2 separate regions of the Sus scrofa genome follow, and region 1 is linked to region 2. The links are chromatin contacts, called in public promoter capture Hi-C maps. All regions are on one chromosome and are shown on one strand. Each heading gives the region's core, a stretch centred on a gene start, on an enhancer-like site or on the middle of the called end of the contact. The rest is flanking DNA. Distances are from core to core; before and after follow the strand shown. Region 1 holds the start of RFC4 (replication factor C subunit 4). Region 2 holds the start of DNAJB11 (DnaJ heat shock protein family (Hsp40) member B11).

Region 1 (5,437 bases), core at 2,377-4,876, 210 kb after region 2:
GGGACCCACCTGCCTTGCTCAATGATCTCCACTTGAGTACTATATAACAATGCCATAGGCTAGAAGAGATGCTCAACAAATATTTGTTGAACTGATCATCCATTGCACAAATAGTTATCAAGGGTCTACTGTATAGAGGGAATAATATTTAAACAGGGTGGGAGGCTATAAAGGAAGGAAGAGGGTAAGTAAATTAGGTTTTAAATCTCCCAATGACAACAGACCATCTGCTACTCACATCAGCTCCTTCTAAAGACTTTTTCAGCACTGCAACCACTTCTTCCTGGAAAGCAACTTCATCTACACATTTTGGGCGACTGGAAAAAAAAAAAAAAAAAGAGAGAGAGAAATAATTTAGTATATCATAGTAACCACAGAAGTCTCTCCTTTTGCTAAAATACCAATGATAATGCTCTCATATCGGTAATGTTTATAATTGGAAGCCAGCTGGAAACCCAATTGTATTTACTTTAGGCAATTACATGCTGAAGGAATGAAGTAATTTTCCACTTTTCCAGATATAATGTTTGTATCTGTTATGCCTACAAAATTTATGCATAATGATTTAATTTTATAATATCACAAATGCCAAATGGTTAAAGAGGTAAAGTTAACACTTGCCTGGAAATATTACATTTTGACAATATGCACCTAAGCTGAAAAGGGAGAACTATTTAGAAACCTCAGGATAGGTAACAATTTTGTTCAATACAGTTACATATATGTTACTATGTTGTTAACTTGTTGGTACCAATTTCTTCTGTCACCTAACTGCACAAAAAATGCATACCTATTCACTTCATTGAGGGTTGACAAAATAGCAAGTTTAAGCAATACAAAGTATAACAACATTTGTCTTACACCATTAACTAATGCTAAACTAAATAACACTCCCAACCCTTAGATTAGGCTCTGTGCTTAGTTCACTAATCAAAAGCTGGTCTTTTTTTTTCTTTTTTAAGGGCCACACCCACAGCACATGGAGGTTCCCAGACTAGGGGTTTAATCAGAGCTGTAGCTGCTGGCCTACACCACAGCCACATGGGATCTGAGCCACGTCTGCGACCTATACCACAGCTCATGGCAATGCTAGATCCTTAACCCATTGAGCGAGGCCAGGAATCAAACCTGAAACCTCAGGGTTCCTAGTCGGATTCGTTTCTGCTGCGCAATGACAGGAACTCCTCAAAAGCTATTCTTTGATTTATACTTTTCTAATTAATCAGGCCAATGCCAGGCAGGAATTTTATTTCAGATTATGTTATCTACTGTATATTATACACTAGGTTTCATATTCAAATACCTGCAGGGGCCAGGCAGAAGACAAGAGTGAAGAGCAGAATGTAAGGCAAGAGGCACTAGAAAGGACTATGAAGTAAGGAATGTATGACTTTACCAAAATGAGAAGCAGTACTCATGTTCATCTAAGTGCTGTCAGGTGAGAACCTGCATCTAGTGCTGCATCTCCTGAGAGGCTGAAAGTCTAGATCTTTTCTCTTGTATAATTTATTTAAGATTCTAGATTTTTATGTGAAATTTCCCATTTTTAAAAGTAGTGTTGGTGCCAAATAACACTTATGAAGGCATTATTCGGCTTATAAGTAATCCTGCAATCCTTTGATAATAACTGAGGATACACCAGAGGTTTCAACCACTTGTTAAAATATCATTTAGGAGTTCTCATTGTAGCTCAGCAGGTTAACATCCATGAGGATATGGGTTCGATCCCTGGCCTTGCTCAGTGGGTTAAGGATCCGGCGTTGCCGTGAGCTGTGGTGTAGGTCACAGACACAGCTCGGATTTGGCATTGCTGTGGCTGTGGTGTAGGCCAGTGGCTGGAGCTCCAAATTGACCCCTAGCCTGGGAACCTCCATATGCTTCAGGTGTGCCCCTAAAAAGAGAAGAAAGAAAAATGGTCAGAGAAGTAATTTATGAACTATTTTAATAAAAACACAAATGTTCTTACTATTTTTCCACCCATGGGACAGGTTTGGCTTTCTTGTTCTCTCCACTACTTCTGGCAGTGGCAGCTACTCCTCGATCCTTGGTCAATGGTGGTTTAGTGCTGATAGATGTGCCTTTTAGAAACGCCTGCATGGTTACTTCACCCTGACCAGGTGCGAGACAGAATAGGAAAGTTATCTTGAAACCATTATGAAGAAGTACAACTTGAAAGCACACTAAACTTTGTACAAAGATATTCAATAAATACTTGCTAAATAAAGGACATCACCCAATGACCTAGCATCCTCTGAATGCACTGTACTGAGGGCTAGAGGGACATAATGGAGGCCAAAGTGCTGAAGGAATTTAAAATTTATTTATAGTGAGCAAGCTATAGAATAAAGATAAATCTTATGACAAAAAAAAAATTAAGAGTTCCAAACTTCTTGGAATGGCTTCAACGGACAAACTGCACATGGGTTTCTCCAGACCCTTCCAATTCAGTCATGTGCCTAGCTCTAGCTCAGGCTCGGGAGTGGACTCAGCAATTAGGAGGAGCATTGGGACCCCAAGTTGGAAACTCCATTTCTTTGGGGTCTAGAGCTCTTACTGAAGGGCCTATTTTACTGGCAGAGCCCATGTAACTGCCTTTAGAAGCTTTTTTGGGGGGTGGGGGAGGACATGCCGATGTTAAAGTGGCAACAGCTGTTTTTCTGATAACAGGCTCATCTGGAGAAATCTAAACAGTGCAGAAAAGCGTGGGGAGTTTTAAAAATTCACACAAAATCTCACCCAGAAGATAAGCAGTATTAACATTCAGGTAAACATTCCTCCCAGCAACACAAGGCTGTTTTTAGGACAGCTCATCTCAAAATACCCAGCATTAGCGGCAATTCCTTTTTTTTTCCCACCGCTGTACCCTCAGCGCCTAGAGCAGTGACTGGTAAATAGTAGGTGCTCCGTAAGACTGGTGACTGAATTACCATTTATGAGACTCAGTTTCCCCCTCTGTAAAAAGAAATTAAGGCTCATTCCACAAGGTAACTGAGTCAATTCAAAGAATTGTGCACACCCAGTTCTGTGCTTGACACACATCAATAAACAAACTGGTAATGTCTGTAAACAACTAACGTTTCTAACATTCTTGAATTACTCCATCCCCGCCACAGGCTGCCGAACAATAATAACGCCCAAAGCAGGGCTCTGAGTGATGCTGGATTGAGCCACCGTTACACCAAACAGGGCGCAAAGGGTAGAAAGTGGCGAGGCTGGAGCGCTGGTCCAGCCACTGTGAGCACTTTCGTCGGGCGGTGGAATAACAGCACAGGGGCGCCGAGGGCGAAGTAGAGGAAGGCGAAGGCAACCCTCGCAATTCCTTCGGCTGGTCACCTGTTCTCCCCGGCTCCCCTCGCGTGTTCCCTCCCAGGCACTGCCTGGGCCTTTCAGACTCTCGTCTTCGGAGCGTGGACGCCGCCGGCTCGTTCCTGGGGTTTCCCGGACAGAGAGAGGGCCTAGGCGGTCACGGAGTCTTAGCTGCGTTCCCCAAGCCGAGAATGTCAGGCCCAAGAAGCCGAGGGCCGCCAGACTCAGGGCAGTTAGAATCGCCGGCGTCAGCAAGCCGCCCGAGTTCCCGCCAGGAACAGCCAGCGAAGGGAAGGGCGGGAACACGCCGCGCGTCACGCGTCACTTCCGGCCCGCCGCGCGCGCCCCGCTTTAAGGGAGCCGTTTCCTCCGGTTCCTGGTAGTTAAGCAGGTCAGAGGCAGACTTTCAAGGTTGCACAGGCTGTACAGGAATGACGGTGCTTCATCCTGTCCCCGCGCAGCCCTCGGACTGGGTTTTTATAGTAGAGAAAGCCGAGTAGAAGCCTGTGAAACCACCTTCCCCGCCCCAGCCAGGATGGTAAACCACAAACAATGCCCTATGAAGTGGTCTGGCAAATAGTAGTGCCACCTCCCCTTAAACACTGACGTAGGCAGGGATAGTGGTCTTTATCACATGCCTTTTCTGTTCATCGCTGTGGCCCCTATAGAAACTAGATATACAATGGAGGATAGCAGTGGGTTACTGTAAACTCAACCAAGCAGTAGCCTCCCAATTACAACTGAACCAGATACAGTGTCTTTACTAGATCAGATTAAAATGGCTTTATATATTTTGTTTTGTCTTTTTAGGGCCGCACTCATGGCATATGAAGGTTCCCAGGCTAGGGGCTGAATTGGAACTGTAGTCGCTGGCCTATGCCACAGCCACAGCAACGTCAGAACCGAGCCGCGTCTCCAATCTACACCACAGTTCAGGGCAATGCCGGATCCTTAACCCACTGAGCCAGGCCAGGGATCAAACCTGCGTCCTCATGGATCCTAGCCAGATTCGTTCCCGCTGAGCCAGGATGGGAACTCCCTAAAAAGGACTTTAGATATATAGTATATGGCTATCAATCTGATAATGTGTTCTTTTCCGTCCTTATTGGAGGACAGAAACAGTTCACATTACCATAGGACAGGACACACAATACACTCACAGTGTTGCCCTCAAGCTATGTTGAATCTACCCTTGGCCATAACATAGTCTCAAGGACCTGGGCCATCTGGACATTCTGCAGAAGATCACGGTGTTTACTATATTAAATGATAAAATAAGAAGTGTCAAATACACTGGAAGAGTAGATAAGGCACATGCATTCCAGAGGACAGAAATAAAGGCTAGATGAAGATTCAGGGAGTTACCACATCAGTGAAGTTTTTAGAGATCCAGTGACTTGTGGCAAACTGGAACATACCCTCTGATCCCCACTGAATAAGTACAAATTATCTCACATCCCACACAACGAAGAAGAAAGCATGATGCCTAACCAGTATTTTGGATTCTGGAGGCAGCATGATCCTTATTTAGAAACACTGCTCTCATTTATTTATTTAGTGGCAAGGAAAAGTCTTAGCAGGAAGTTATGCAGCAGATCCAGGCTGAAGTGCAGGCATACCTGCTGCTGGGCAATACAACCAGTGGCCCATCTAACCAGGTAGACTCTATGGTAATCAGGTTCTCTGTGGTGAGGAAAGATGCCTTGTGGTGAGCAGAATCACAGCACAAGCCCTTGGGGTCCTGATGCAAATCTCTACATCTGCAGCAGAGAGGCATTCAGAAAAGGGACCCTCTGATGCTAATAAGCCTGGTGGAGATTACACACTTAACCATGGAATGTTAAGTGGTCAGGTTGGGTCAAAACCACCAAGCCTTAAAGTTGGGAGGAGTCAGCAACATTCCATCATAAGGTGGAAGTAGTGCAGCCCTCTTGTGGCTCAGCTGGTTAAGGATCTGGCATTATCACTGCATATAGCTGCTTGGTGGCTGCTGTGGCACTGGTTTGATCCCTGGCCTGGGAACTTCCACATGCCATGGGCACATCAAACAAACAAAACAAAAACATGGAACTGTGGGACCAGCCATGCATAGGACAAGAGGATACAAGATAGTTGCATGAGCAGGTGGCCT
Region 2 (5,429 bases), core at 1,881-4,380:
CTCACCCACTGCGCATGCGTAAGGCACCAATGAGCTCCGGAGGACTACGTTGCTAGAGAGGCCCAGTGCTTCTTCCGCGGTCTGGGAAACTCTTGACCTCGAGTGCTGGATGCTGGAACTTGTAGCTAGATCTCATCGCTTTCTGGTGTCGCGCCTTTCAACTCAGGGTAGTTTTCTATTGCTCCACAGAGCTGTGGTCAGCCACTTAGCTGCTGGTAAGGTCAGCACGCTTTGATCAGTAATGATTATGATAATGACGGCTTACTGTGGGCGGGGCACCGATTAAAGCATCTTTACTTATTTCATCTCATTCCTAAGAGCCCTCTAAGGGAAGTACATTTGTTTTACTGATAAGGAATCTAGGACTTAGGTGAAAGTAACACTGCCAGAGACTAGCTAAGATACAGACCCAGACTCTCTGAAGCGAGAGCCCGCAAGGTTATCTCCTTAACTGTATATTAGCTTTTCCACCATGTTGCCGCCTTCAAGAAGCTTTTTGGCTTTCACCCAGCAGAAGAACATCACTTCTTCCTCTAACCTCCATTTTATGATTTCTGGCCATTTCCTGCTTTCTTAGTTCGTTTATGGCCTCTAGGCGTGGAAGGTACAAAGGTAAATAAGACCATAAGATGCAATTTAGTTTCTCTTTTTTGTGGCCTCTCTCTTCTAGAGGGCATCTTCCTGAAAGCAGTAACCTGGTCTACCTCTTACCTCTCTGTATTGTGTCTGACTCAGTGCTAGGCACTAGGATTTAGAGTAGTGAACAAACTAGATAAGGTCCTTGCTTTCTTCGAGTGTATATTTTAACAGGGAGAATAGATAATACATTAGGAAAATAAAATGGAATAATCCCATTGTGACTCAGCAGGTTAAGAACCCGACATAGTATCCGTGAGGATTGGAGTTCGACCCTTGGCCTCGTTCAGTGGTTTAAGGATCTGGTGTTGCTGCAAGCTGTGGAGTTTGGTTGCAGATGTGGCTGGGATCTGGTGTGGCTGTGGCAGTGGCTAGGCCTGCAGCTTCAGCTCTGCTTTGACCCCCTAGCCCGGGAACTTAACATATGCTGCAGGTGTGACTGTAGAAAGAAAAAAAAAACTCCAGGTATTAGTAAGTGCTACGAAATTTGGGAAAAAGGATGGATATCTAATCTGAGCTGAGGCTTGAAGAATAAGAAACCAGCACAGGAAGATCACAGTGGAAGGGATGTTTATACTCTGTGGCAGGCTCTGTTCTAAGTTGCTGTTCTAGACAGCTGTGAACAGAACAGTCCAGATTCATGCTCTCCTGAAATTGGCATTCCAGCGTGTGTTAGTAATGGGGACAGGATGAAAATAATTTTAAAAAATAGGGCAATATAAGAATAGGGACTTGGTAGGGGTTAATTTTGATTGGTTGGTCAGAGAAGTCTTCTGTGAGGTGGTAAATTTAAGCTGTTATCTGAGTTTAAAAAGGAGTCACCTATGTTAGGATCTGAGGGAAAAGCATTTTAGGCAAGAGAACAGCTAGAACAAAGCCCCTATAGGAATGAACTTGGTGTATTCAGAAGAGAGAAAGGAAAAGTGTCTTGCTGAAAGGTGGTAAGGAGTATGTACTAGGTGAGGGTACAGATCATATAAGGGTTTTGTTCTTTTTCCCCCAGGTTTATTGAGAAATGTTTCTATAAGCTAGCATAAAGAGTTGGGAGCTTACTCTAAGTGTAATGAAAAGCCATCCACAGCTTTTAAGTAGAGAAATGACATGACCTGACATGTTTGTTAAAAATCATGCAGAAAAAGGGGAGGCGGTGAGAAAAGAAGCTAAGATAACTAGGAGTGAAGGCAGGGAGACCACTTAGGAAGCCCTTGCCACATGGGAGATGATGTGAGATCACTTGGCTCAGAGATGTGGAGATGGAGACTTGCAGACGGATTCAGGATATGGTTTCAAGATTCAGGATATGGTTTCAAGGTAAAGCTCTGAATAGGGGATAGAGGAGAGGTATCAAAGAAGACAAAGTTTTAACGTGAACAACTAGGTGGTGCGTTTACTGAAATGAGCAAAACTAAGCCCGGGGGTGGGGGATTAGTATTCTCTTAACTGTAATTAATATTCTTTGTGTGCTTACTATGTGCCAGTACTAGATGGTTTACAGATTTTCTCCTATTAAAATTTCACAACACTACCAGTAAACACTTTGCCTCAGGTTTGTCGATAAGGAAGTTTGCGCTTGATCCGAGGACAAGGAGGGGAAACTAAACATGCTCTCACCGCCAGGAAGTGGTAGAAGCTGAATCCGAACCCGAGTCTGTCTGCTTCCACGGCCTCTTCTCATCAGGCCTCTTCTTTGCCAAACCGAGACAGTTTTCTCTTGGGTTTGTTAGAGAAAGTAAAATATATTCGTTTTGTGTTTGTTGGGTTTTTTTTGTCTTTTTAGGGCCACACCTGCAGCATATGGATGTTCTCAAGCTAGGGGTCCAAACTGAGCTGCAGCTGCCGGCCTACACCACAGCCACAGCAATGCCAGATCCGAGCTGCGTCTGTGACCTACACTGCAGCTCGGAGTCTTTAACCCCCTGAGTGAGGCCAGGGATCTAATCCGAGTCCTCATGGATACTTGTCGGGTTCGTTAGCGCTGAGCCTTAATGGGAACTCCGAGAAGGTAAAACATGGTATAAGCTCTGCGTCCGCCATACCATTGGAGTTTAGTCTTTGCCTCCGCCCACTTCGCGAGTGTCCCCTCCCTAGCGGCCAGCTCCTAGCTCAATATGAATGAAATTCCGAGACTTGTAACCAAGATAATACCTCCCTCCCGCAATTGGTCAGTGCTGGAGGTGGAGCCTCGTGATTGGTGGAGAGTCCAAGGAGGCGGGCGGAGGGAAACTTCGTGTACCCGAGCTGCGAGCTCTGGGAACCCTTTCCCCAGCAATCTTTACGTAATTTTCTCCGACTCGCAGATACCGGGGCTGAGAGGATTTCTGCGGCGGCGCGATTCTCTGACGTTTCCCCTTATAATTGGCCGGGAGCTGCGGCTGCAATTCTGAAGCCTAAGTGGCCGCCCGCGCCGCCTCGGAGGTGAAGTGTACTGCGCTGATTGGCTGAGAGGCGCCGGCCGCGTGTGATGTCCAGAGCAGCGATTGGCTCTGACCCGCCGGGGGCTTCTCTCGCCGGGACTCAGGACTCCCGGGAAGTGGACTGGTAGAGGAGGGGGCCAGGTAGCTGTCGGTCTCGACCGAGTCGGAGACCCCGGCGTGAGGCGGCTTCTCAGGACCGGGTGGGCTGGCGAGCCGACGCGGCGGCGGCGGAGGCTGTGAGGAGTGCCGGGGGGCAGGGGCTCGCTCAGAAAGACCATGGCCCCGCAGAACCTGGGCACCTTCTGCCTGTTGCTGCTGTACCTCATCGGGGCCGTGATCGCCGGGTGAGGAACTGCCAGCCGCGGGCACAGGACCCTTAAGTCAGTCTTGGCTGGGAAGGAGGCTGAGGGAAGATGGGGCATTGTCAGACTGGGTGGGGGGTGGAGAGGGGTGTTGCTGTGGTGAGGCGGTAGAGAGGAGGAGTGGGTAGTGGTGGGCTGGGCTAGTGGGACAGAGAGAGCAGTGGGTGACACGGGTAAGAGGGGCTTAGACCCGGAGGCCCTTAAAAGCTAAATTTGCCCAGAGAAGTGAGAGTTGGATGCCCTACCATACGAGGGATGGGGTGAGGGAGTGGGGGGTGGGTTGCTGAGCTGAGGAGGAGAATGATACAGTGTTGAGTCTGCAACGAGCCATTGGGCTGGCATTAAAGAGGATGGGTTATGATGCCAGTCCAAGTGAAGAAGTGAGGAGAACAGGTAGGGAAGCAATTCTGGGACTGAAGGAAGTTGGATTGAGGGAGCAAGGCAGACCCTTTGTAGAGTCCTCCTACTTCTCAGCTTCTTGGAATACTGTGTCCTAGCTGTCACCATGCCTCACTGTCTATCCACATGGAGCATTCTTGAGAAGCTGAATGGTATTTGGGCAGAAGGTAGTAGACTGGGATTCTACCCACCCACCCCCACCCCACTTAGGAATTTTGTGACCTTGAAGGAACACCTAAATTCTCATCTCATTACCATGTGGGTGATAATGTGCCACCTGTTTGAAGGAAGTAGGGCCATCTGAACTCTTGAGAATCTCCAGTCTTTAAGCCACTATCCTATGGGCTTCGTGACCGACCACAGGATGTGATATGCCAGGTTCATATTTTAGAATGTGGGCAATAGTAAAGTCGTAGCTTCTAACAATTTATAAGTCGCTCTGAATGGAGAAGGCACTACCTAGCAGAGCTTTAAACTTTTAAGTGCTTGTTATTCTCTTAAAAGTTTTTTTCCTGTGTATATATGCTTAAACTTGTTATTTTTTTTTTCTTGTGAAACATCTTAAATTTCTAAAATAAAAATTAACTTCTCTTAGGTAATGCTTTATTGTGGTTTTTTAAACCTGTTTTTGTTACTACTTTAAGGTGTTTAAACAGGATGTCAGTAAGAACCATAAACTGTCAGCTATAAACTGCAGTCTTTCATAAAGGAATCTCTTGGAAAATGTGATGTTCATGCTGAGCTGTGCCAGCCATCTTTTCCCTGTATTTTTCTCAGCTGTTACTTAAGCATTTTTATATTAAGCATTTTCCAAGTAAGCCTCATTCTTTATATAGTTTCCTTTTTTGTCACTAACTTCAGTGAACCTTTTGATGTACTTAGTTCTTGTCCCAAGAGATGTCAAGTTTTTGCAGATTTTTTGGAGGAGAATAAAACACCTAATTAATCCTCACAGAACTCCTTGTCAGTGAGAGTTTTAAAAACTTATAAAACGATTAAATGATTTTTCCTGAGTTGTAACTAAAAGCTTATGAAGTAATTTTTTTAAGATACTGTCTTATATTACTTGGACTTTGGTACCCCAATGCATTTTTCCCCACTGCATTTTATTTTTTTAAATTAATTAATTAATTAAATTTTGTCTTTTTAGGGCTTCACCTGGGGTATGACCTAGTTCCCAGGCTAGGGGTCCAGTTGGAGCTGTAACTGCTGGCCTATGCCACAGCCACAGCAACGCCCCATCCAAGCCGCATCTGTGACCTATACCACAGCTCAGGGCAATGCCGGATCCTTAACCCACTGAGCGAGGCCAGGGATTGAACATGCATCCTCATGGATGCTTGTCGGATTCATTTCTGCTCCGCACTGTATTTTATTTTTTTATTTTTATTTTTTTTCCTTTTCTAGGGCCGCTCCTGAGGCATGTGGAGGTTCCCAGGCTAGGGATTTAATCAGAGCTGTAGCCACCGGCCTATGCCACAGCAATACGGGATCCGAGCCATGTCTGCAACTTACACCACAGCTCACTGCAATGCTGGATCCTTAACCCACTGAGCAAGGCCAAGAGTCGAACCCGCAACCTCATGGTTCCTGGTTGGATTCATTAACCACTGAGCCA

What was found. Promoter capture Hi-C pulls out the DNA fragments that hold promoters and counts their contacts.
Region 1: a contact with region 2 is called in a promoter capture Hi-C map of fetal liver, with 4 times the contacts expected there. The contact joins the promoter of RFC4 here to the promoter of DNAJB11 in region 2. A contact is called at or near these places in 1 of 5 promoter capture datasets (fetal liver), 1 of 47 Hi-C or Micro-C datasets (heart right ventricle) and 1 of 2 datasets of contacts at active chromatin or transcription factors (alveolar macrophages).

The regions. Positions count from the first base shown.
Region 1 is chr13:124,600,795-124,606,231 of Sscrofa11.1, forward strand. RFC4 (replication factor C subunit 4) reads right to left here and starts at 3,627. Exons shown (of 10, transcript XM_013988325.2): 1 at 3,334-3,627; 2 at 1,967-2,109; 3 at 239-317. The coding sequence starts at 2,097.
Region 2 is chr13:124,387,840-124,393,268 of Sscrofa11.1, forward strand. It overlaps DNAJB11 (DnaJ heat shock protein family (Hsp40) member B11), which reads left to right and starts at 3,131. Exons shown (of 10, transcript NM_001244346.1): 1 at 3,131-3,394. The coding sequence starts at 3,327. It also overlaps a transcript of TBCCD1 not described here.